5 separate regions of the Mus musculus genome follow, and regions 1, 3, 4 and 5 are each linked to region 2. Evidence: chromatin contacts called from public HiCAR-type, HiChIP or PLAC-seq and promoter capture Hi-C data. All regions are on one chromosome and are shown on one strand. Each heading gives the region's core, a stretch centred on a gene start, on an enhancer-like site or on the middle of the called end of the contact. The rest is flanking DNA. Distances are from core to core; before and after follow the strand shown. Region 1 holds the start of Pcnp (PEST proteolytic signal containing nuclear protein). Region 2 holds the start of Cmss1 (cms small ribosomal subunit 1). Region 3 has its middle 14 kb from the start of Gpr15. Region 4 has its middle 16 kb from the start of Cpox. Region 5 holds the start of Cldnd1 (claudin domain containing 1).

Region 1 (4,892 bases), core at 809-3,308, 1.6 Mb after region 2:
GCTTTTTAGTTTTAATTTTTTGTGCCTATATGCTGATGTGTGTGTACATGTGGGTATGCACACATGTGTCGTTGGACTGTCTTAGTTATCTTGAGTTGTGTTTTCACTATGTAGACTAAGCTGCCTTTAAGATCCACCTGAGTGAGATTAAAGGCATGGCCACCATCCCTGGTGCCACTTTAACTTTTGATACAACCTGGAGGTGGCCGACTTGGCTGGACTGGCTGGCCAGCAAACCCCAGGGGACCTCCTGTCTCAGCCTCTCCCTCTCTGGCACTAGGATGACTGGCACCCCAGCTTTATGTGAATACTAGGGATCCAAACTCTGATCTTGAGATAACCGGATGATTCAGTATAGCCACTGTTACCAACATCCATGTTTCTCTGTTCTGTTGTTTTAGTTTGGGGGTAGGCCCTCATGGAGCTCAGGCAGGTACTGAAATGGCTGTGTAGCTAAGGATGATACCTTTATCCCATGATCACCTGTTGAAGGGGTACTAGCATTTATTTGGATACAGGGTCTCCCATACCCCAGGCTGATCCTATCTCCACTTCCCAAGTACTGGAATTAGACATATGTGCCACCACTTCATTATGCAGTGTTGGAGATGAAACCCACCATGGGTTTTGCACGTTAGGCAATCACTTGGCCAACTGAGGTACAACCAACAGTCCACTGATATTTTATGGAGAAGTAAAAGCAGGTCTGTGGACAGCAACACTCAATGTTGCTTGGAGGACAGAATGAACTATATTCTCTAATACTGGGTGTATATTACAGGCTAGGAATTGACCAAATTTGGGCAGAGGAATGAGTATAGAGAAAAAGAAGTAAGAAACAGATGAGGCTGTAGCATACTTGATGCATGGATTTCATTGACACTAAATGAATCTACTAAAGGTTTCTAGGAGAGGCAGGACTTAACAGGTGTTTCCAATCTGGAAGAGACGAGTCCTGTATTTTACTGTTGAGTATAAGACAAGTGCTGGTGCTAGCACAGAGGCAGGGAACGCTACAAGACAACTCTTGTGCTGTTCATTGTGTCCATGAAGGTTAAGAGACAAGACTGGCACTAGCTTTTATGATAAAACTCTGTCGGATACTTTTACCTTGAAAGAATAGGGCGATTTAACCAGCAGACAGTTTTACTCCAGACAGTTTTATAGGAGTAAAGAAAACTCCTTGAAAAACACCAAGAAGTGAATAACTTCTAATTCAAAGCAATTCCGAACGTTGAAGCTGGGCTGGGGCGTATTTTAAACGTTATTAGAGAAGGGATGAGTGGAATAGGGTAGATACAAAGCCGACATCTCCAAACTGCAGTAGAGCAAACTACCCTTCTCCGTAAGAAAGACAGCTCCTGCCCTTCGGAGTGTAGCCGGGGATTTTGTTTGTTTTTTATGTATTTTTTTTTAAACAGGTGTTTGAATATATGCAAGTGAGTGTGAACTCTTAGTAGTCGGATTTCTGGAACTGGAGTTATCAGTTAACTGTAGACCACCCAACTGGGAATTGAACTGTCCTCTGAAACAGCAGGAAGCGCCCTTGACCTCCACGTATACCTATTTCTGCTTTTAATGTTTGCTTGCTTGCTACAACTCTCACGCTGAATTTTTCACGAATGCAAAAGCCGCGGAAATTTCTTCCGCCCCAATTTCCGTAAGGCTCTACGACGTGATCTTCCATAAGTCTCTTTTCGGTGTCATTGCACAAATGGAAACGATAATTGCACACCGGACCGCACTGGACGGTGTCAACACTAAGACAGCGTCCGTTAACTGCTGACGTTTCTCTGTAAGAACACAGCCCTATCCCGTAAAATGAAGGACCAGCCGCGACCACCGCTGAGCGTGGAAGCACCTAGGATTGAACCCACCGTTCCACGATCGGTGAGTCCGTACTAACCCGGACGTGCCATCCCACCGCCCAGTCCTCCATAGCCGTCACCACACACCTCGTTCCAGCCAACGACGTCACATCCGTCCCCGTCTCGGGTTCCAGGTCCTCTCTAGGCTGCGGCCTCGCTGGCCCGCCCGAAGCTTTGTGGTTGCTGGGCGGGGCCGTGACGTTCTTGCCCGGGCTGCAGGGGGAGGCCGCGGCGAGGAAGATGGCGGACGGGAAGGCGGGAGAGGAGAAGCCAGAGAAGCCGCAGCGAGCCGGAGCCGCCGGAGGTGAACACAACCCCAGCGTCGCGGGCTACGGGGGCTACTCCGGCCTTTCTTTGGGGTTCCCAGGGCGGGTTGGGGGGCTTTCCGGCATCGCAGGAGCCGGCGGAGCTGGCGCTCGCCCGGCCAGGGGCTGGGCCCTGATGAGTGCCGGGCACGCCCGGTGTGGCCCGCGGGGGAGATCGAGGTCCGCGTCGCCTAATCAGAGAGGCCGCCGGTTACCACCGGGCGGTGCGAAGGGAGGTGGGAGCTTGGCCCGGGAGTCCGAACAGCAGAGAGCTCAGGGCCCGCTGCGCACTCAGGCCGCCGCACGAGCGCCGAGCCGCCGCGGGCACTGGCCGCATGCCGGCTTTCCGAGGTCGCCGGCCTCTCGGTTACACGTAACGAGGGTTGATGCTCTCTTTTTCGCTGCGGAGGTGGAAGACCCCAGCCCACTCTCTGCTGTATTTTCAGACATAACATTTATAAACCCTGCGATGGCATAAGTCGAGGCGATGCAGGGGAGAGGGGAATCTGGCTCAAGCAGCAAACGCTTGAAATTAGGGTTTGATTCGCTTTCTTTCCGGTATCTTTCTTAGGCTGCCAGCAGCGGAGTCTATGTCAGATATTTCGTTGGCGTGGTAGGAAGGTGTGATCTTCCTGTAATTTGTCGCGAAATTAAACTCAGATTATAGCTATCTTTTCGTTCCTCCTACCCCCGTAATTTTTGATGGTGTACATAAAGGAAAAGAAATGCGTAGTCTCTTTTCCCCTACGCCCTTTTGTCGGAAGGATAATTAGCACATGCTTAGAATGTTTTAGCCTTTCACTGTTCTGGCTTTCTTCGGGCTTATCCTTGAAATACTTAAATGTGAGAACATATAGGTTCAGTATCGCATAAAGGCCAAAAGTAGGGTCTACCAAGTTTGTTAATTGCCGAACACCCCCGCCCCCACCCCACCCCCGGTTTGAGCTAGGAGCTCATTTAGCTCTGGCTTCCTGAGTACTGGAATTACAAGCCACGGCCACTTTCTCAGGTCTCTTCCTCATTTTGTTTTTTTTTAAAAATAAACTAGTAAAATAGCTAATGATTTTAGTTCTTACTTTAGACCTTCTATATGTTAAAAGTAGTTTGAGGAAAAACTATAGCCTAAAGTATCTTGGGGTGGCCTTGAACTTAAGGTCCTTTTGCCTTGACTGAGAACATCGTTTTAAGGTACTGCTAAAATGTACCTTAAACGTCTAAAGAAATTCGTGTGTATGTATGCAGTGTACTTGCCACCCTTTCAGTTGAGGGACATTCTGTCCTGTGAATAATATTTCCATCTTAACAGTGTTGGGGTTACATTGATTATTTTATGTTGGTAACTTAAAATAGCAGCCCTTTTCTTCATAATTTGCCTGATTTCGTAAAGCTCACTTTAATATCAGACATACAGGGGTCATGCAGAGTTTCTTAACTGAAACATTTCGCCCATAGGTAGGATTGAATTGATAAGCTTCAGGCAAGTGTTCAGCTCTCTTGGAAAACTTTGTCTAGACTTGGCAACCTTTCTTCTGTGAGACAGCCCACGGTGTTGGAAATACGAGTAGTTTCCCTACTCATTCAACCTCGTTATTGATCCTGGAGGTTGAACCCAAGGCCCCATTTATGCTAGGGTTGGGCCTCACGACCGTGCTCTATTTTAGTAGGGAGACGATCCCCTGTGTAGCTCTTTAACTTAAGTAGAAACTTAGATTTAGAGACAAGCAACTTAATGTGTAATCACAGCCATTTCAAGCTATCAAGGGTTACGCCAAGAGCCACTTCAGTGATGTGTATATTTCCTGTGTCAGAACAGGACTCATGGACTACCTGTCCTGTCAGAGAGCTACTGCAGTCCTTGGTTTTGGGGGGTTTTTTGTTTTGGTTTTTTCTTTTCCCCCAGACAAGGTACCAGAATGCACATGACTCAGGAATGGTACCTTTGTGGAGTTGTCCCATCTCAGCTAGTCAGGGAAAGAGAATAATTGTAGTAGGTTTGGTTTAATTGATATTAACTTACACATAAACAGAAGGCTTTGCTAAAATATTTTTTTATCTAAAAGCTAACAATTTGTGTAATGATGACTTACAAATTGAAAGGGCAGAGGCTGGAGAGATGGCCCAGTGATTAAGAGCAGCAAATGCTCTTCCAGAGGACCTGGGTTCAAATCCCAGCACCTATATGGCATCTCACAGCTGTCTGGAATTTCAAGATCTGACATGTCCAAACAGACATACATTCAGGCAAACACCATTGTATAGAAAATAAAAATAAATTATTTTTTTAAAAAAACAAAGGATGTTCTTATTCACAAATGCTTGTTCATTTATTCATTATAATTCATACTACTAAAGATATTCACAGTATTAGTCAACAGTCATTCAACATTTTTTCGCCCACAGTTCTAAAATACAAAATGTCTTAGTAAGCATAGTGCTGAATTCCAGCAGTTGGGATGTGGAAGCAGGAGTATCCCTTGGGAGTTCCAGGTAGGGGTTTGAGGTCCTCCTGGGCTACCTTACATAGTGAAGTTCAGACTTCCCAGGATTCCATAGTGATACTCAGTCCACAAAACACAAACAAACAAAATGTCTCAATAAATCCAAAGTAGAGATCCTTGATTAAAAGTTCCAAATGCTCAATTAGTTTGAGTTTAAAGAACATTTGGTACTTATGAATTAAGTGTTAATATTCAGTGATAGGTCTTAACACTCAAATTTT
Region 2 (4,905 bases), core at 1,582-4,081:
TCTTCTTTCTTCCTTCCTTCCTTCCTTCCTTTCTTTCTTTCTTTCTTTCTTTCTTTCTTTCTTTCTTTTCTTTTCTTTTCTTTTTCTTTTTGGTTTTTCGAGACAGGATTTCTCTGTATAGCCCTGGTTGTCCTGGAACTCACTCTGTAGACCAAGCTGGCCTTGAACTCAGAAATCTACCTGCCTCTGCCTCCTGAATGCTGGGATTAAAGGCATGTGCCACCACACCCGGCTTCAGCTTGTTTTCTTATTGAACCCAGGACTACCAGCCCAGGGCTGGAACCACCCACAATGGGCTGAACCATCCCCCATCAATCACTAATTAAGAGGATGGTCTAAAGGCTTGTCTACAGTCGAATTTTATGGAGGAGGCATTTTCTCAATCAAGGTTTCCACCTATCAGAGGACTATAACTTGAGTCAAGTTTATAGTAAAACTAACCAGCACAGTATGCTAACCTCTATCACAACACTTTTATCTTCACAGCAGTAGGTACCAATCTTTTCACATCGTGGCATCCACAGGAATTCTTGGCATTTGTACAGAAGCAAGTACACAAGTAAGAGAAGGGTATTCCAACCTGAGGCAACAGGACAAGAGGCTCTGCTGGTTCCAAAGATGGAGAATCGCTATCTTACCCATGCTCAAATCGGTTCTGTTCTGAACAGTAACGTCAACACAACTTACCCTAAACAATCATACTATCATACCCTTCAACTATAATAGTACTGTTCAGACTTCTTTGTATGGCACTTTAGATTTAGGAACAGAACTGGGAGAGCTCTGAGGGGTCATCTAATTTATTTACTTTGTGTTATAGACCCCCCCCCCCGCAAGCCCAGTAAGGTTAAAAGCTTACCTGAAACTTTTTCACTAAGGAACAGATTTTTTAAAATTACACTCATACTGCCGACTGATAAACATTGACAAGCTAAAGTTTAAGTGACTTGTCTTCTATGAAGGTTGTCCAGTTCAAACTCCTGAGAAATGACCCATTCATACCCAAACTCTAACAGTACTTATTCATATGCTATACAGGAAAAGGGGCTCAGGCAAAGCTCCAGTAGTTGTTTCAGCCTTAGCTTCCCTGTGTTCATGAGGTGATCAGGTACTGTTGGAGTCTGTCAAAAGACCCTCACTCACAAAGACTACAGAGACCTCCATTGCTGAAAACCGCAAGAGGTTTTTTATTATTCCAACATGTTGGGGACCCTCCTCAGCACCCAGGCAAGAGGAGAGACCCAGAATAAACAAAAAACATACTTTTTATGCCTTGTAAGGGGCAGATTTAGGTAACAGGGCTATCTGGCTTATTCTCATTGGTGTAGCAAGTAACCCTTTCACGCATTAGTTGGTTTGTATAGGGTGACTATGTAACCCTTTGGCCTAGTGACTCACTTTGCCTGCCCTTATGGTGGGTTATTATCAGCAAAGCAGCACTACATTTTGATCTTATAGGTCAGCTATTAACATCACAGCTCTTAATGTCACAGGGAATTTTAGAAAGGTCAGGGTGGTTTGTAGTCTTTCTCAGAATTCAGTGTGGGGCAGGGTAGGGGGATTTCTCTGGAAATTGCTATCTTGTTATGGTTATTTTTCTAAGAACAGCTCATTTTGTTTTGGCAGCTGTAGACTCAGTCATTTTGACTGCTATGTTTCTGAAAGTCCCTTCAGAGGGGAAGAGGCTGGGTGGTCTTGAACTTATTTTGGATTCTACAGTACCAGATATGGGTGTTGGAGTTGGAGGTGGGGTTAGGGTAGGCTAACTTATAAACCCAGATATCTATTTACTGGTAACAAAACAGTTAAAGGGAAGATACAATTTATATTGTTTATTCAATAGAGCTTGTATTTTTTTCTATAAAGGGTGAATTAGCAAATACACGAAGTATGAATGTATAGACGCACCATATTAAAGCCACTCTTTCTTTCTGGTTAGTTTATGTTGTCCAAAGCGTTCTACTATAAAAGTAACTTATGAGCACCGGTACAAACAACTCAATCGCTGCATTTGGCCTGTGGCCTTCCTGACCTCTTAATACCTGTTGTCAGGCAGATGGCTAATGGAGATGACAGAAACAAATGTACTGTTGAATAAAACAATTCTCCTCCTCCTCCACAGGATGTCTCTGCAGAGTCTTGGGTGTCCTGGAACTCCCCTGTAGACCAGGCTGGCCTTCAACTCAAGGAATCTGCTTGCCTCTGCTTCCCAGATTGCTGGGATTAAAGGCGTGCGCCACCACACCAGGCCCCAAGTTCTATTCATGTTCCAAGGGCCATGGTACTGAATGGGACAGATCACAATCCAAGTCCTCTAAAGAGAATATCAAAACCTGATTAAGTATTTTAAATAGAGAAGTGGTATGTTTCAGGTCTTCAGGATATTCGTCCCTCTTAAGTTGTAGAAAAAGAGCAGCAACGTTCACATGTACAACCAAGTTCCGACATTCATCGTCAGCAACTCTCAGGTGCGTTTCTAAGGACAAACTGCACAGGCGCTGGAACGCCAGAACCCTGACAACCAAGTGAAAACACATCCACGTGCTCGGGTCTCCTCCCGCGGTGCAAGCTCTTTGAAATCCAACAGAGAAAAATCGTCTTAGCATCCGTTCTTGCACTTTCGACATCGGCTTTTCGGCCATAAACCAAAACAAAATACTTAAATATTAAAAAAAAATAACCCAAACCGATGGTAACTCTTTTCTTGTATTTCTAGGCTCAACAGAGCATTTATTTGGAGTTTCTAGGCCGATCTTGAACGTCTGAGCCTGTGTGGAAACGGCGACACCCCTGGCTGCCGCAGCTGGGGGGGCGTGGCGTCTGTGACGTCATCTCCAGTGGCGCGGGCGACGGAGTTCCTTGGTTTTTCCGCGTGTAGCGTTGCTAACGCCGCCAGTGAAGCTGAGCCCAGGAGCGCGAGCGGCCGCCTTGCTTTCATCTGGTTGTCAGTTCGCGTCCGGGTCTCACGGGGATGGCAGACGATCTGGGAGACGAGTGGTGGGAGAACCAGCCGGCAGCCGCCAGCAGCCCAGGTAAGCTCTCGCCCGCCTCCCTCGTTCCTCCTGCCCTGGTCCTCGCCTCAGCTGCCTTACCCGCGTGTGGCAGTCGTGGCGGTCTGCCCGGAGGTGGAGCGCGGAGCCGTGGGAACATGGGACGGCGCGGGAACTGGGGAGGGACAACACCGTGTCACACGTGGAACGAGAGGGACCCCGTCGCCGCCTGCCAGTCTGAGAGGGCTACTTCCTGCGCTCTGGTTTTCTAGACTTTTTACTATTTTCTTGAGACTAGATAGACCGTTTCTGTACAGTTTGTCATAGTGGTTACCAGTAATCCCTGAACTAGGTTCAGATTGGGAATTCAAATCACAGACTCTGATACTCCGACACATTCTCCTTTTTCCTCACGTGTGAAAGGAGTAATTCTCTCCAAAAAATTGTGAAGATGTAGTGAAGGTAATTTAAAGTTGTATAGCACAACACAATTTTTGGCGTGTAGTATATGTACAAAATATTAAAGTAGCGTGTTCTTTATCATGTGTAGTTCGAGCCAGCAAGGGGCTTAACTCTTCTGCTTTACAGCAAATTCTTTTCTTTTCTTTTCTTTTCTTTTCTTTTCTTTTCTTTTCTTTTCTTTCTTTCTTTTTTTTTTTTTTTTAGACAGGGTTTCTCTGTGTAGCCCTGGCTGTCCTGGAACTCATTCTGTAGACCAGGCTGGCCTCGAACTCAGAAATCCGCCTGCTTCTGTCTCCCAAGTGCCGAGATTAAAGGTGTGAACCACCACTGCTCGGCTCCAACAGTTTCTATTATGGTGTACTATGTGTACCCATTCTGTGTGCAGTAGGCATTTTATTTTCAAGTAAAGTAGCATTAAGTAACCCCCCCACTCCAGTGGCCTTGAACATTTCATGCCCCATAAGACTTAACCATGCGATAGCTACTTCTATTGTTACTGTCTCAAGTCACCCTCCAAGGATCCAAGGTCCACCTGTCTCTAGTTTTAGATGGTAGGGTCAATGTCATATTTCCATTTATTTTGATCTCAGTACCATCTCACATGATAGCAAACAGAGTTAACACGTTTAGACCATTTCTCAGTGTGAAACTGAAAGTTACAGCATGGGTTTTGTGATTTAAGGGGAACAGAAGAGTAGAGTGTCAGTCCAGTGGCGAGTGGCAGTCTGGATCCCAGGGTTGAGACTAGACTAGGGATGACAGAAGTAGGAAGCTAAAAGTCAGGTAATCTGTAACTCTCAGTCTCCCCATCGTTTGAGGAGTGTTTCTCAAATGACTCAGTAGCTTCTTCTGAGTCTTAGATGCCCCCTCTCACCATACATGTAACAAGAAAACCGGAGTGTTCAGAAATGCCAGGAGACAGTGGATATGACAGTAATGCCAGTTTTCATTTGTTGAGCTCTTAGTATGATCTAAATTCTGAAACTCTTAATTCTCCTGCCTCAGCCTACCTATTGCTGTCATGCATTGTTTTTGCTGCTTTATGAGCACTAGATTATTCATCTTTGTAAGTGTACAGAGAAGTAGTTATCTTTATCCCTGTTGTATACGGGAGGAAACAGAAGCACTGAGATCTCAGAGATTAGCTTGGGCTTCTCCTGTTGAGTGAGGTAGCTCTCCTTCACAGTCGGATGATCTGAAGTCAGTCTGTCTTGCGCTTGCATTTTTCCTGATAACTACTGTGACCAAAGAGAAGAATCCCATCTCTAAGCAAACCCATTATTGATTTTAAAAGGTATACGATGCGTGCACATTATTATCAAACTGTGTCAGTTGACTCTCAGTCTGATTTTGTTCAGAACTAAATAAGCAGTTTTAACCGTACACTTTATCTTTTTGTCAGTGATTGAGATGTAATCCTAATATGTGATTTATTTTGGAATTCAAACATCTG
Region 3 (4,671 bases), core at 1,981-4,480, 1.1 Mb before region 2:
CCAAACACAGGGAGTAGATTCCCTGGGTAAATAGAGAAGTTGGTGGCTCTCATACAGCTGGCCCATGTTTGATAGTCTTTACTACATGAGATTGGAGGATGGAGTCTCCTTTTAGAGAGAACTGCTGTGGAAGCAGCCTGATAGGGTACCTCAGGAGAGTAAGTGCCTTGGATGCCTGCTCAAGGAGGAAAAGTACCTCAGCCCTCGCCAAAATATCTCAAGCAACAGTTCCCTACCATCATCTCTCTGTTGAAAGTGAATCCACAGTGAGGAGAAATCAGAAGTAAAATATTCTCTGGTGTATGCAATGGTGTCTGAGTTTGGAGGCTGATTACGCCAGCAAGATTTTGCTGAAAGGACCCTGATAAGCTGTCCCTTGTGAGGCTATGCCAGTGCCTGGCAAACACAGAAGTGGATGCTCACAGTCATCTATTGGATGGAACACAGGGCCCCCAATGGAGGAGCTAGAGAAATTACCCAAGGAGCTAAAGGGGTCTGCAACCCTATAGGAGAGACAACAATATGAACTAACCAGTACCCCCAGAGCTCGTGTCTCTAGATGCATATGTAGCAGAAGATGGCCTAGTCGGCCATTATTGATAAGAGAGGCCCCTTGGTCTTGCAAACTCTATGCCCCAGTAGAGGGGAACACCAGGGCCAAGAAGTGGGAGTGGATGGGTAGGGGAGCAGGGCGGGGGAAGGGTTTAGGGAACTTTCAGGATAGCATTTGAAATGTATATAAAGAAAATGATAAATAAATAAATAAATAAATAAATAAATAAATAAATAAATTTTTAAAAGATAATAAAATAAAAAAGTAGAGAAATTTAAAAAAAAATATTCTCTGGCAAATCCGCACTCCTAAGGACTGAGGTGAGGGAGAAATGTGTGTGCACGTCACGAACCTAACAGGATTCCCTAACTCTGCCCCTCCTCAGGCTAAGGGACTAGGGAATACAGTTTGTTACTCATTCTGGTAACAAATTGCACAAGGGACTGTTTTTTCTTTGGATGCACTCATTGTAAGTATACTTAACACACACCGTGACTAAAAGCCCAGATTTAAAACAGGGAGGACATCAGCCCTGAAGCCCTCCCTCAAATGCCCATCATTGTGTCCAGAAGGCTGCTGTAGTCAACCTGACAAGGCCTTGCCATAGAACTATTTGAGTCTGAAACCCTTAATGGAACACATCCTCCAGCCAGTATTTCCCTTTGTCTCAGTTGGCTTCATCTCTTTAACTGCCTTTCTACCCAAAAGAATAAGCTAAGTTTTCTCCAAGTTCTAACTAAGCCAGATTGGCAAATGATGCAGCAAAGGGCTTCCATTCTCCATGCCTCTGCTCCATGGGTGTGACTAACCAGCTGTACTGGTTTCTGCAAATGGTAAAATACAGTCAGTAGACTTTTTCTCTGTGAGCAGTGTCTATTGGCCAAAGGGTATTGGCTTCTGCTTCCTTCCTCATTTAACATGGGCCTTTAAACCCCTCAGTAATACAGACTACAAAGGCTTTGGCAGGGTCCCTTGCAATAAATCCATTTCCACAGAGTAATAACATATGCCCAGTAATTAGCCTTCTCTCAGCATTGCTAATAAACCAGCCTTTGCTATCTGTTCCTGCTCATCTGTGTCACCCCTGAATTAAGAAGTAGTCATAACTAATTAACATCCAGCCTTCAAGAAGGTCATAGTGCTTGCTATAAATACTCTGCAAAGCAATGTGTCTTCTTACAGGCTTAGGGCTTATAACCTAAGCCAGTGTTTTTCAACTTCCTAGTGAGATTGGGGTTCAACTGGAGTAGAAAGTATATAAAATAGGAGGGTGCCATTGCTTTAATATTAATCATATACCACATCTTGAGGGAAAGTAAGTTTAAAGCCTGTCTAAGACATTTAAAATAAAAGCTTTGTGACACACAATGTGTAGCAGGGGACTAGTTGAGAGAAGAATGAGGATAGTTACATGACAGAAAACATCGTCCTTTATTTTTCTGTTCTCAAATATGCAGCATTACTAAGTCAAATACTGACAAGTCACTAAAAGTGTTCTGTGGAAGTTGTTCCTAAATGTTAGAACCTGTTTAGAAGGAAACCAGCAGTCACCATGGGTATTAACCCCAGGTCTGAAACTGGTAGGATTAGAGTAGATGGACTATAAATGTGCTCCACCTTAAGCCATCTGGCAACATTCGTCTTGTGTGTCTTCATTTATTCAGCTGATCATCAAGATGCTAACCTATCTAAACACTGTGGTCTAAGTAATCTTAAAGAATTTTCATAAAAAGAAAAAAATAAGCAGTTGGGCCAGGATGTTACCTGCTTCCTTGATCAAAATTGTGTTGGTTTTTGCTATCCTTCTCTACTGGGCTATAGAATTTTCTCCAGTTTCTAGCACTCTCATGCACCATCCTAATTTCCAAATCTCCTGTGTTCAAAGACTCACTCTATCCAGGCTTATACAATAAAATCAGGAGATAAGAAAAAAAAAAAAACACTTTGGAATAGGGCTTAGGGCTAAGGGAATCCAAAGCACTATTGGTTTGCTTTCCTCCCAAAGGATACATGAACTGAGCAATAAGAAAAAATCCTTCCCTACTCTCTTCTTATGTGACCAACCATCTCCTTTATAAGCAGGTGATTATTTACAAATCTGATCTTATAAAGTGGTTTAGAACTGAGTCCCATTTGGAGTCACTCCACACTGTATTTTTGTGTTTCTCCCGTGACTTATGAGAGTGATTTAACTGTGAAACATTCCAAGCATTTAAACAAAGAATGGTTGTAATTTAAAAGATAAGAAAGCAACCGTGGCTAAAACACAGGGCAAGGGTTATGAAAACACTCACCTAAGCCAAGTTTATCTCAGAAGGAAGAGGAAACAGAATGCAGGCTAAGCAGAGTTTTCTAAAATTGGACCAGGTCACCCGGGGCGACTGCGAATTAAGAGTAAACACCTCTGCCCTCCTCTTTTCAAAATGCCTTGTCTGTATGTGCAGAAATGTACCTTAAACGACAAAAAGTCACAGAGTACTGCTTTTCATATTTCAAATAAGATTCATATTTGCCAGTTAAAACAGTTCTGTGGAATCCAGAAAGACAAATGAGAGGCAAGAAGAGAGAAAGAGAGGGAAGTGGGAGAAGCATCCCAGAAGGCTTTTTCTGGAACCTCTTCAGCTACAGAGGAGGTGGGGCCAGCCTGAGCCTAGCGTGCCATTCTTGAAGCACCCTTGGGGTGACTCATTTGTTTTATCGTTTCTCATGAAATCGAGAGGTGGTGGCCATCACTGGAGAGTAAAGTGTGACATGCTGACTGATCTCATTACTTAACAAAGGAAAGCAATCACACGCAAGGAGCAGAAACTCCCCACTCCTCTACTCCCAGGGGCTTCATAGAAAGGCTATTTCCACCCAAGAAGACAGGTGTCAAATGAAAACATGGTCAAGAAGAAGAGAATAAACATCTTTTTATAAAAATGTAACACTAGTAATGAACAATCGGGATTTCCACCACTCCCCTCACTGCAGAATTTATCTTCGTATTTTTAAAGTTCTCTCCTTTTCTAAATGTAACACACAGCTTTTAATTGTCCAAAGATCCCCTTGTGGTTTACTTCCTCTCAAATAGATACAACTCTAATAGAGCAATAGGATAAAAATGTCACATGTCTGTCCTAGAGATTGCTGGGGTTCGAGAAGTAATACCCCAAGTATGTCACTTGAGCATGCTGAAAACTTTGAGCTAAGCAGAATAGGAAGACCTCGGAACCAAGGTCTGTAACCTTCTGCCCTCTCACTCTAACTCCCTATTCTCTCAAGGTGTGGGGAGAAGCTTTTCCTGACATGTTTCATATGCCAAAAGATGCACAAGTCACTGCCATTGTCCTGAGTCCCCTCTGAAGGAATTGCCTCCATGTGGAAGAAAGCAAATTACATTGCAGAAAAGATGGAAGATACACCGTCTACTGTGACAGGCAGGCTCTGTCACAGACTGTCACCAGGTCTTCAGAGAGATGCTCAGACACAACTTGTCTGTGTAGCAAATCGGCCTTGTTTCCATTCCACTGGCTCAGCACAGGCTCCATCTCAATCTTCTTGAAGATGCTCCAAGCTCCTACTCTCTTCATCCTCAGGGTGCTTACCTGCAAATATGAGCTGTTCGTCATGTATCATGTCTGCGGGACGTTTGTGCATGCGTGCAATTTAAATGGTTTTTCTCTGGTCAGTCTGTCTATGGTCCGTTTATTTAGATTTATTTATTAAAACATCAAAGAGAGTGGGAGGAGGTTTCCATCGTCATCAGACACCAATGAGCTAAAAGAAGGAAGTGATCATACAGCAAGGAAACACGGAAGAAGTCAGCTTCCCTCTCTCCTGGAGCAATGGGGGCATTAATTTAGCCTGAGCTAAAATAAATGGCAGAGACAGGTTTCTGATGTTGTGCCACACTTGGAAAAGAAAGAGCACAGCTTTCGTGGGTCATTTACTGGGGTAAAATGGATAAATGTACTTCACTAAATATGTTCCAGACATATCTAAGTTGTCCTTAAAACAATAAGATAAACTAATTCTTCAGTCTTATAGATGGGAAGGTAAGCGCATCCCATTCAGGGACAAGCAGAGACAAACTGGCAGAATCCAGGCAGGCAGACCTCAATGCATGTCTGCGGCTT
Region 4 (4,425 bases), core at 1,166-3,665, 1.1 Mb before region 2:
ATATCCTCTGAGGAAGGGAACAGGAGTTGGGTTAGAGTCCCCAACTCCTGATAACTTTCAAAATGGCTCAGCGGCTAAGAACACTGACTGCTCTTCCAGAGGTCCTAAGTTCAATTCCCAGCAACCACATGGTGACTCACAACCATCTATAATGGGGTCTGATGCCCTCTTCTGGGTGTCTGTAGAGAGCAATGTGGTATACTCACATGCATAAAATAAATCTTTTGTAAAAAAAAAAATCCCTTCTTTTCTGATTTCTGCCTCTGATGTTTGTTTCTCTTTTCTTTATTTCCGATAATTTTGTGTGTATGTATGTGTGCATGTGTGCATGTGCACTTGTGCAAGCGTGTGTGTGTGTGTGTGTGTGTGTGTGTGTGTGTGTGTGTGTAAGAGAGAGAGAGAGATCTAATGTAACAATAAAACCCATGAGAGAGAGAACATGAAAATGATTCAGAGTCTGGTGTATTTCACAAACATGATGCTCTCCAGTTGAAGCCATTTTCTGCCTGTAGACAACTCAACTGTGTGCTCCTTATGGCTCCCATCTCCACTCGGTACATTCATTTACTGAATCCATGTATGTGCTCACAGACACTGAGCCTGATTGGGCTACTGTGAATCTTCTTTTAAAAAATTTTTTTTTATTTATTTATTTCATAATAGTACACTGTAGCTGTCTTCAAATACACCAGAAGAGGGCATTGGATCCCATTAGAGATGGTTGTGAGCCACCAAGTGGTTGCTGGGAATTGAACTCAGGACCTCTGGAAGGAGCAGTCAGTGCTCTTAACTGCTGAACCATCTCTCCAGCCCTGGCTATGTGAATCTTGCAACACAGAAGTGTAAGTCACTCTCTGGTGTTTACTGTCACAGGAGTAAAATGCTTTACCTGCTCCAAGTGTGCTTAAGTCTAGTTTCTTCTCATGTTTATCTCCGTGTTTGTTCACTTTTCCCTGTGAATGAGGTGATGGTGTGTAGTTCTTCGGTATGTAGTTCTATGTTACCACATTTAAATACTCTGTTTTCTTCCGGTTCTTTGGATGTTCATGTTCTTTCTATTTTATCTTAACTCCTTTTTAAACTTCTGTACCTGCCTAGAATAGCTGCTGTGTATTACGTTCTAAAGCACTGTGTCTTGAGTTGTCTCTGCTACACATTACCTCTTAGTTTTATTTTATAGTTTCATTTAAATTATTTTAATAAATGCTGTGATGCTTTTATTGATATACGATGATAGATAGGCTTGTGATAGGTCTATTATTTTGTATTACCTGTTCTAAATTTATGTTTTAAAAGTTCTCCAGTTTGGATTGGTTTACATTTCTACATTATACTCTACTTTTATTTATTTATGTTCCTTTAGATAGCACCTATGAGGTTTTAGATAGTACCTATAAATGCCCTTTAAATTATGAGTAACTACCATATTTACATTTCCTCTGCTTTAATTCCAGCCAAAAGAAACCAATTTGAACTATCATATTCTCTATCTTTTTAAAGACCTTTATGTGAATGAGTGTTTTTCTGCATGCGTGTGTGTATATATGTGCACCTTTGCTGGCCAGAAGAGGGCATCAGGTTCACTGAAACAGGAGTTACAGTTGGTTGTGAGCCACCATGTGGGTGGCTGGGAATGGAACCTGGATCCCTGCAATAGTGGCTGGCGAGTATTCTTACAGCTGAGCCATCTCCCCAGCTTGATTTGTCAAGATATTTTGTATCCTGACTTCTCCTCTTTTGGTTTTTTTTTTTAACTAAAAATGTAAAAGTCTAGAGTGTGTTTGAATAGATAATTTTGATTGCTTATTTATTGTATGTGCACACACACAGGAGCATATGCCCAGGGATGGATGCCTGTGGAGGTCAGAGGATGATTTGTGGAGATCAGTTCTCTCCTTCCACCATGGGAAGTCTGGGGATTGATCTCAGGTTGTCTCGCTTCTCAGATGTGTCTTCATCCATCGAGTCATCTTACCAGCCCAAAGGAGAAATAAATTTTGAAAATTTTGGTTAGGTGCTGATGATTTTTGTATTCATAAATAAGCTTGATGATGTAAATACATACAGGGTTGTGATGATTTATAGTGGAAATAATTTAATGGCTCACAAAAATAGAGACTTGAAGTCTTGCTGAAACTTCTTGCTGAAGTTTCAAACACACCCTGTGGTGTCCAGAAACTACACACTAGAGATGCCTCTTTGAATAAGTGTCTTTTAAATTTTCTTCAATGTCATTTATTATTCGAAAGTCAAGATACTATGCTTGTTCCTTCTCAGAAAGAGGCAGACACTTTCTCATGGAGTCAGACAACTCCGGATTGGAACCTGTAGGGATTCTGATAAGAACCCAGCTGCAGTCGTTCCGCTTTCTTGCAGCTGTAGCACACAGCAAACGCTGAACTTCAGGCGGTTGTGGGAAACCTGGTGGAGTCACGTGACAAGGCATGTGTAGCAGGCACACTGTGTTGAGTTGCTAACAGTAGTCTGGAAAATCTCTCCAGAGAAGCGCAGTTTAAGAAGCACAGGATTCAAAGGCTCTCACATCTTGTTTTATTCTGCCTTGTCCTTCTCCAGAAATCTCTCTGCCCCCTCCCCCTCTCCCTCTTCCTTCTCTTCTCACTCTCCCTTCTTCCTCAGTTTTCTTCATTCCCCCTCCACCTTCCTCCCCCAAACCAAGAACTACATTTGAGCAAAGCTGTTCCGCAAGGTTCTTACAAGATTGCCATGTTCATGCACAGTTAGAACCTGAAGACACTGCGCACAGCAATGAAAATAATTTTTATTTAGCTTTTACTACCGAGAAAACCTTGTTGTTAATGGATTACACTGTTTATGAAATATTGTGATTCCAAACTGACCAGGCGTGTTGACACAGAGCACAAGCTACATTATCGCCTTCCCTTTCCTCCACAGACAGCAGCTGTACAGTCTTCACCCCGTAGCAGTCACACCTCGTGTAGCCTTTCAGTTTCTCTCTTCTCTGTTTCATTTATATGAGCTGTTTCTTACGCTTCCTCCCCTGGGATTTCCTCCCTTGATTTCTCTGCCCTGATTCAGTCTGTCGCGTCCTTTCTTAATACTGCACTTACTTCCTTGGCCAGGTCTTCTTCTACTTTTTCAATTACCACCTTTATATGAACAATAGGTATGTTTATGCTTCCGGGTTGAATTTCCTCAAGAGCTATAGATTCGCATAAACACTAGCATGGGTAGCTTGTGGGCATTTTAAGCTCTTCCATAACCTCCCCTCATTTTTGTTAATGGCACTTAACACATTCTAGTTATCTATGGCTATTTAACAATCTTTACATTTAATGAACTATCACAGCAACTACCTTATCATGTACAATGATGCTGTGGACAATGATTCTGGAATCTCAGCTATAGCTTGACTCTGCTCACATGCTAGGTGGGTGTCACCTGAGAAGACCGCCTTTGGTTGTCAACAAGGCAGGTCCCATTCCTTACTAAAATGAGGAAAAGTAGGTCCTTGTTCATTGCTTCCTTTCTTATTTATTTATTTATTTATTTATTTATTTATTTAGTGCATTGATGTTTTGCTGCATATATACCTGTGGTGGTGGGGGGGGGGGTTAGATCCCTTGGAATTGGAGTTACAGTTGTGGGCTGCCTTTTGGGTGCTGAGAATTGAACCCAGGTCATCAGGAAAAGCAGCCAGTGTTCTACCTGCTGAGCTGTCTCTCCAACCCCAAAATATATTCTTTTAAAGTATCCCTTCATGTTGAATAGCATAAAAGAGGAAGATAATAAAAACTACCTTGAGTAGAAGCTGCCGAGTTGTATTGCTGGAGATACTAATTAAAATATTTTAAAGGATATTTATTTATTGGCTGGTTGGGTTTTTGGTTGGTGGAGCTGTTGGTTTTGGTGGGGGGCATGCATTGGAATTTTTTTGTTTTGTTTGTTTGGTTGGTTTTGTTTTCTTTAAGGTATATTTATTTAATGGATGAGTGCTCTATCTGCTTGTATACCTGTGTGCCAGAAGAGGGCATCAGATCCTTTTATAGATGATTGTGAGCCACCATGTGGTTGCTGGGAATGGAACTCAGGATGTCTAAGAGAGCAGCCAGTACTCTTAACCACTGAGCCATCTCTCCAATCCTTTGTTTTGAGACATGGTTTCTCAATGTCCAGGAACTTGCTCTGTAGACCAGGCCAACCTGAACTCATAGATCTGCCTTTCTGCCTCTGCCCCTGCCCCAGCCCCAGCCCCTGCCACTCAAGCACTGGGATTAAAGGCATACATCACTATCCCAGCAAGGATATTTATTGACCCAATTATTTTCACAACAGAACTTCAAGAATTTGATAAGCTGGGTGGATTCACATATTATATGTGTTGTTAGCAGGATGTACATCCCAGATGGAACAGATCATGTAAAGGGCTTTCTGCCTTACCCATCT
Region 5 (4,616 bases), core at 574-3,073, 1.1 Mb before region 2:
GCGCATACCAGTGAGTGTTTTTGGGTATGGTGATGCACCGTCTCCACAGCCCCAAGCTGCCGTTGTATCGGAACAGAACATCGTTGTAAGTCTTCTCATCCGCCTCGTCACCGAGGAAATCTTCCCAGGCGATTTTATTCGAGTCACTTGAATTCTCTTGAATGGGACTTCGATACTCATACCAGAAGTCCGTGCCTATGGAGGCCGCCATGTAGATGGTGGAAATCAGACTAAGCACACAAGCAATCACAAACGCAGTAGCAAAACGGTTATCCATTCTGGCATTCAGACTGCTCTGTTTTAAGTTAAAGAAAGAAAAGTCAGACCTCAAGAGCAAATCAGAATATGCTAAAAAGAAAAAAAAAGCCCCTTTACCCTACTCCCCATCCCTTCTTTCCATAACGCAATGCATTTATCGATGTAAAAAATTTACAAACAAAAGGGCAACAAATGTTAAGTTTAAAACAAAAGGCATTCTCATGAAAAGTACTTATTGAATGCTCACATACCCAAGATGCTACGGAGACAGAAGTCTTGTTCTCTAGTCTATCACCTGCATACTAAAACAGACAACACTGAAAAGGACATACACATTACAGGTACAAACAACAGACATGCCCATGGTCAGCAGTGCAGCGTGCACACCTTAAATGCAGAGTGGATTTTTACACAAGCTATAAACATGCTATGTGTTTTCAGGCTTGTGTGAGAAAAAAGACAGCAGAATAGGAAACGAAGACCCCCCAGCTTTTTTAGTGGGGAGGCTTACAATTATAAATAAGGGCAGAAGTGAGGTGTAAGTTGGAAATCAGAGTTGAAGGTGTTAACCCGAGGGGAAAGTTTAAATGTATGTCATAGCAAAGAGAGCAAAAACACCATGTTAGTTATCAATCTCCTTCAATTCAATTAAAGCTAAGCCAAGCCTCTTGACACAACCGGATTCTTCACTCCTTACTCTCCCCGCCCCCCATTCCATTACACACTTCTCAACCTCCCAAACTGTAATACTGCTCCGTATATCCTAAAATATAGCACAGATCCATAAAAACTAAATAATCCCTACTCGCAAACAGAAAAGTGACTTAGGCAAAATCTGAACACTCCCTAGGCGTGGACAGGGCTCCACGGCGGTAGTAAATGGCCGCGGTAAAATGACTCAAGGCAAGATCACGCTGAGTCAAACCCTGCCAAATGTATGCACACCGTGACAGCACCAAACCCCTCGTCTCAAGCACCCGTGAAAACAGGCTTACAAACTGGGGAGCGGAGTTTGGAAAATGGGGAGTGACTGGGGAAAAGACCGGGGCGACTACAGTCATCAATAGCCCAGCAAGTGCGATTTGTATTCTGATTCTCAAAATTCTCGTCCATCCTGGTGCTCTCGGATGACCTTAAAGGCCGGGTTCTGGAAGCTGCGCCTAGCGCAGTCACCCTGGGCCGCACAGCAGGGCCTGGCATGGGCGGGCGGAGACCGGCAGGGCTGGGCGAGCGCCCTGGGTACCCGAACCCAGCCAGCCCCGGCCCCTTGGCCCGGAGCCCCGCCCCTCCCCGCCCCGCCTGCCGCTCCAGCCCCCGGGCCTGGCCGCGCCAGCAAGGAGCCCTTTCCCCAGGTCGCGAGCCGAGCCGGCCCGCGACCCCGCGAACTCACCGCCCATCCTCTCACTCCACCGGCTTCGCCCTCCAGCTCCGACCACAGCACCCTACTCTCCCCGCGCCTCCTCTGACGTACTTCCCTGCAGAGCCCGCCCCCTCCATAACTCCCGCGCCTCCGCCTCCACCTCCACCCCAGGCCGGGCCAAAGCGGCCCTGGGCCGAGGGGCCTTGTGGGACTTGTAGGAATACTGGAGGAGAAGGGGCTAGAGCCAGAGGAGAGCATGCCTGACGACGCGCGAGGAATTGTGGGGAATGTAGTTCTCTCCGAAGAAAGAACTCTGAAGATCAGTGAGGAAAGCTGAAGTCTTAACTGCGGGATTGTTACACCTCAAAAAAGGAGGGACCAAGCTCCAGAAAGTGATGGGGGAGGATCTTTGGTCAACCATAGTCAAAGGCTTTGATTTAGCCGAGATCTAACGTCGAGTCTTCTGTTTTCCCTACGATAACACCCTACCTCTAAAAATCAGTACTACGGAGTTGATGAACTTTAATGGAACTCTACTCTTCAAATATCAACCCCCCTCCCATTTCCTACATCGTCCCTCCCATTTGAACAACGTGTTCTTCTGTTTTGTTTAAATGTAACTAAGGATCTAACTAAACTAGCATTATAACCTGATATAATTACGTTATTCTTGTTTGAAGAAATCTGTTATTTGCTCTCTACTGTAATCAAGTTCCCTGTTTGTTTCAGTTGTAAAAAACAAAACAAAAAAACAAAACAAAAAAAAAAACCCAACTTGTAAATCCGAAGGATACTAGATTTCAAAAATGTTACTTTAAAGTGTGAATGTAATATGAAATGGAATTTAGAGATCATTTTCAACAGAAAAAGTTGTGGGTAGCCTCGGAGACAGATGGCTGTGTGACATGGAAGCAATGGAATGATTCTAAGCCCTCAAATACTTCACAGGAATTTCTAAACAGGTAGAGAAGATTTTTTTTTTTTTTTTTAAGTTAGAAATCGTTTGCCTTTAGCTTGTGGTTCCGGTTCACCATCACAGGCTGTGTCTGGAAAAGGACTTCTGGCAGAGCCCAGTATCCACAAGGCATGACTAGATTTTCACGGATAGCATCAAATGAAAACGTAATTTGCCTCAGGTGTCATCTTGAAAGCTCGATGAGTGTGTAGAGTCGAATAGTGAATCCACAGTAAGACTTGTGAATGCACTTATGCAGCAGATGTCTTCATCCACCGGCCTTCATGAGACGTCTACTTCCTGAAGTAACTTGTGCAACCAATTCTGGTAAAGAGACATTTTTTAAGAAGAAAAGAAACAGCCTAAGTTTGTAGACAGAGAAACTGAAGCCCATGAAGATGAACTAACTTGGCAAACATCAACACTGAGGTTAGTAAACCAATCTTAAGACACTGGACAATTTACTTCATAATCTTTAAGATAAGATTGCCTTTGGTTTTCAATATATGGACTTTTGAAAATAGAATCTATAGATAAGAAAATGTAAAAAATGTCAGGCAGAGGACCTGAGGATTGTTAAGGAATCATTAAAGCATTATTTACAATTGAATGTCCAGTGTTTGAATAAGATCAGTAGAAGTAGCTTTTTACAACTCCCGATTGTCCCAGATGAAGAGGAGAAGCCTGTCATAAATAGTGGTAAGTGTTCTTGCACACCTCAGCTGGCTTCCGGACCTGTCTGCTAACTACCCAGCTGCTAGACTTGCCAGGAGGGCATTTCAATGTGTTTGTTTAGTCGTGTGCTCTGGAAGTTCTAAGTCCTGGGCTCACAGTACACTTAGTCGTCATGACACAGGAGGTACGAGGTTCTGGAGTCACTCTACAAAGGACAATGATGCCTTCACCTTCCAACAGCACAGAACACCCAGAAAACGCTCAGAACCCTGTTCACTCACAAGCTTAGGGTCAACATGGAAGTGTGTCCTTGGGGTTTTGGCCACCCTGAAAGCCACAGAACAGAAGACCTCAACTTCCTTCTCAAACACAGTCCCACAGACCACACATTCACATTTCTGAGTTATCTCTGTATCTTTGGTGTTTTCCAATTTTTATTTATGCTATGTTCTGTGGGTAGCAATCATCTGTAATCAATTTTTAGAGTTAAATGTTTACTCCTACTTTTTGCTGGGCTGCTAGTCTCATATGTATTATTAATGAACCAAGTAACTTAGCAACTATCACAGATTATGGGATATAGGCTTCAAACAGTGTTGAACTAGGCTTCTGGCTAAATTTTCTAAAGCTGATGTTTCTAGTGTTCAGAAGGAAAGTGTTGTAGTTATGGTGCACTATAAATGAGCCCAGTAACAGAAAAATCTATATGGTTAGATAATGCTCTTTCCACAATAATTACCTTCCCTCTCAGGTTCCCTAATATTCTTAAATACAATTCTTATTTAAAATGTTCACTGTTAACTTGTGTTAATCAAAATATAGCAACCTTGCATATTCATCTTAAATATTTGTTCTATTTTTCTTATAAACTTTGGTGATCAGAAAGGAAAATAGAAATAGTTTCTGAGTTCTAGCCAAAGGCTAAAATTGTGATCAAAATTGCTTTGTATCTGTCTACTATAGAACAATGGCTAACCTTGATTCAGAAAAAAAAAAGCAAATAAAAAATTGCATCTTAAAAAAATTTACAAATTGCATCTTAAAATAACTGTGGGGCATTCACCAGAAAAGACTGCTCAGACATGGGTTTAAACCAATAAAAAGACTTTATTAGCAGGCTGCTGACTACCCTGGGTGTTCAGGATACCAGTGTATATCTGAGCCTTTCTCAGGGTAAGCTTTTCAGCACAAAAACCATATTCTAGATTGGCATACTTCAGTTAACAAAAATAAGTAGCCAGAAGAAGAACTACATAAGCTAAGAAGAAAGCAAGGTAGAGACTTTCCCAGAACTATAGACTTTGATGGGCTACGTGTTTGTTTCCAGGTGATACTGTGTACATGCCGAGTTCTATGGTCTGCGTGGCC

Evidence for each region. Promoter capture Hi-C pulls out the DNA fragments that hold promoters and counts their contacts. HiCAR-type assays count read pairs that join an accessible place to other places. HiChIP or PLAC-seq counts read pairs in DNA pulled down with a chosen protein or histone mark.
Region 1: a contact with region 2 is called in an H3K27ac HiChIP or PLAC-seq map of microglia, with 8 times the contacts expected there. The contact joins the promoter of Pcnp here to the promoter of Cmss1 in region 2. A contact is called at or near these places in 3 of 39 promoter capture datasets (the 3T3-L1 cell line, pre-B cells and second pharyngeal arch cranial neural crest) and 2 of 115 datasets of contacts at active chromatin or transcription factors (large pre-B cells and microglia).
Region 3: a promoter capture Hi-C map of liver shows a contact between it and region 2, with 4 times the contacts expected there. The contact joins the enhancer-like site here to the promoter of Cmss1 in region 2. A contact is called at or near these places in 14 of 39 promoter capture datasets (the 3T3-L1 cell line, 3T3-L1-derived adipocytes, the C10 cell line and 10 more), 1 of 115 datasets of contacts at active chromatin or transcription factors (embryonic forebrain) and 1 of 9 other capture datasets (adipose tissue).
Region 4: a promoter capture Hi-C map of pre-B cells shows a contact between it and region 2. The contact joins the enhancer-like site here to the promoter of Cmss1 in region 2. A contact is called at or near these places in 9 of 39 promoter capture datasets (the HPC-7 cell line, cranial neural crest, embryonic stem cells and 6 more), 5 of 115 datasets of contacts at active chromatin or transcription factors (embryonic limb bud, embryonic stem cells, forebrain and 2 more) and 2 of 9 other capture datasets (liver and pancreatic islet).
Region 5: a HiCAR-type map of astrocytes shows a contact between it and region 2, with 5 times the contacts expected there. The contact joins the promoter of Cldnd1 here to the promoter of Cmss1 in region 2. A contact is called at or near these places in 18 of 39 promoter capture datasets (the 3T3-L1 cell line, 3T3-L1-derived adipocytes, the C10 cell line and 12 more), 9 of 484 Hi-C or Micro-C datasets (B cells, CD4 T cells, CD8 T cells and 6 more), 4 of 115 datasets of contacts at active chromatin or transcription factors (the 230-238 cell line, astrocytes, embryonic forebrain and 1 more) and 4 of 9 other capture datasets (adipose tissue, embryonic stem cells, liver and 1 more).

What each region holds. Positions count from the first base shown.
Region 1 is chr16:56,026,883-56,031,774 of GRCm38.p6, reverse strand. It overlaps Pcnp (PEST proteolytic signal containing nuclear protein), which reads left to right and starts at 2,058. Exons shown (of 5, transcript NM_001024622.2): 1 at 2,058-2,172. The coding sequence starts at 2,109.
Region 2 is chr16:57,604,793-57,609,697 of GRCm38.p6, reverse strand. Cmss1 (cms small ribosomal subunit 1) reads left to right here and starts at 2,831. Exons shown (of 10, transcript NM_025599.3): 1 at 2,831-3,032. The coding sequence starts at 2,972.
Region 3 is chr16:58,702,135-58,706,805 of GRCm38.p6, reverse strand. No RefSeq gene overlaps it. Among named protein-coding and RNA genes, the nearest start is that of Gpr15, 14 kb to the left of the region's middle. Within about 2 kb of position 3,230, at least 81 of the 459 cell types and tissues checked have an H3K27ac peak or open chromatin away from gene starts, as enhancers often do. A contact at or near this core is called in adipose tissue and liver, where this site is marked.
Region 4 is chr16:58,684,336-58,688,760 of GRCm38.p6, reverse strand. No RefSeq gene overlaps it. Among named protein-coding and RNA genes, the nearest start is that of Cpox, 16 kb to the right of the region's middle. Within about 2 kb of position 2,415, at least 75 of the 459 cell types and tissues checked have an H3K27ac peak or open chromatin away from gene starts, as enhancers often do. A contact at or near this core is called in pre-B cells, where this site is marked.
Region 5 is chr16:58,725,117-58,729,732 of GRCm38.p6, reverse strand. Cldnd1 (claudin domain containing 1) reads right to left here and starts at 1,823. Exons shown (of 6, transcript NM_171826.3): 1 at 1,649-1,823; 2 at 510-560; 3 at 1-295. The coding sequence starts at 277.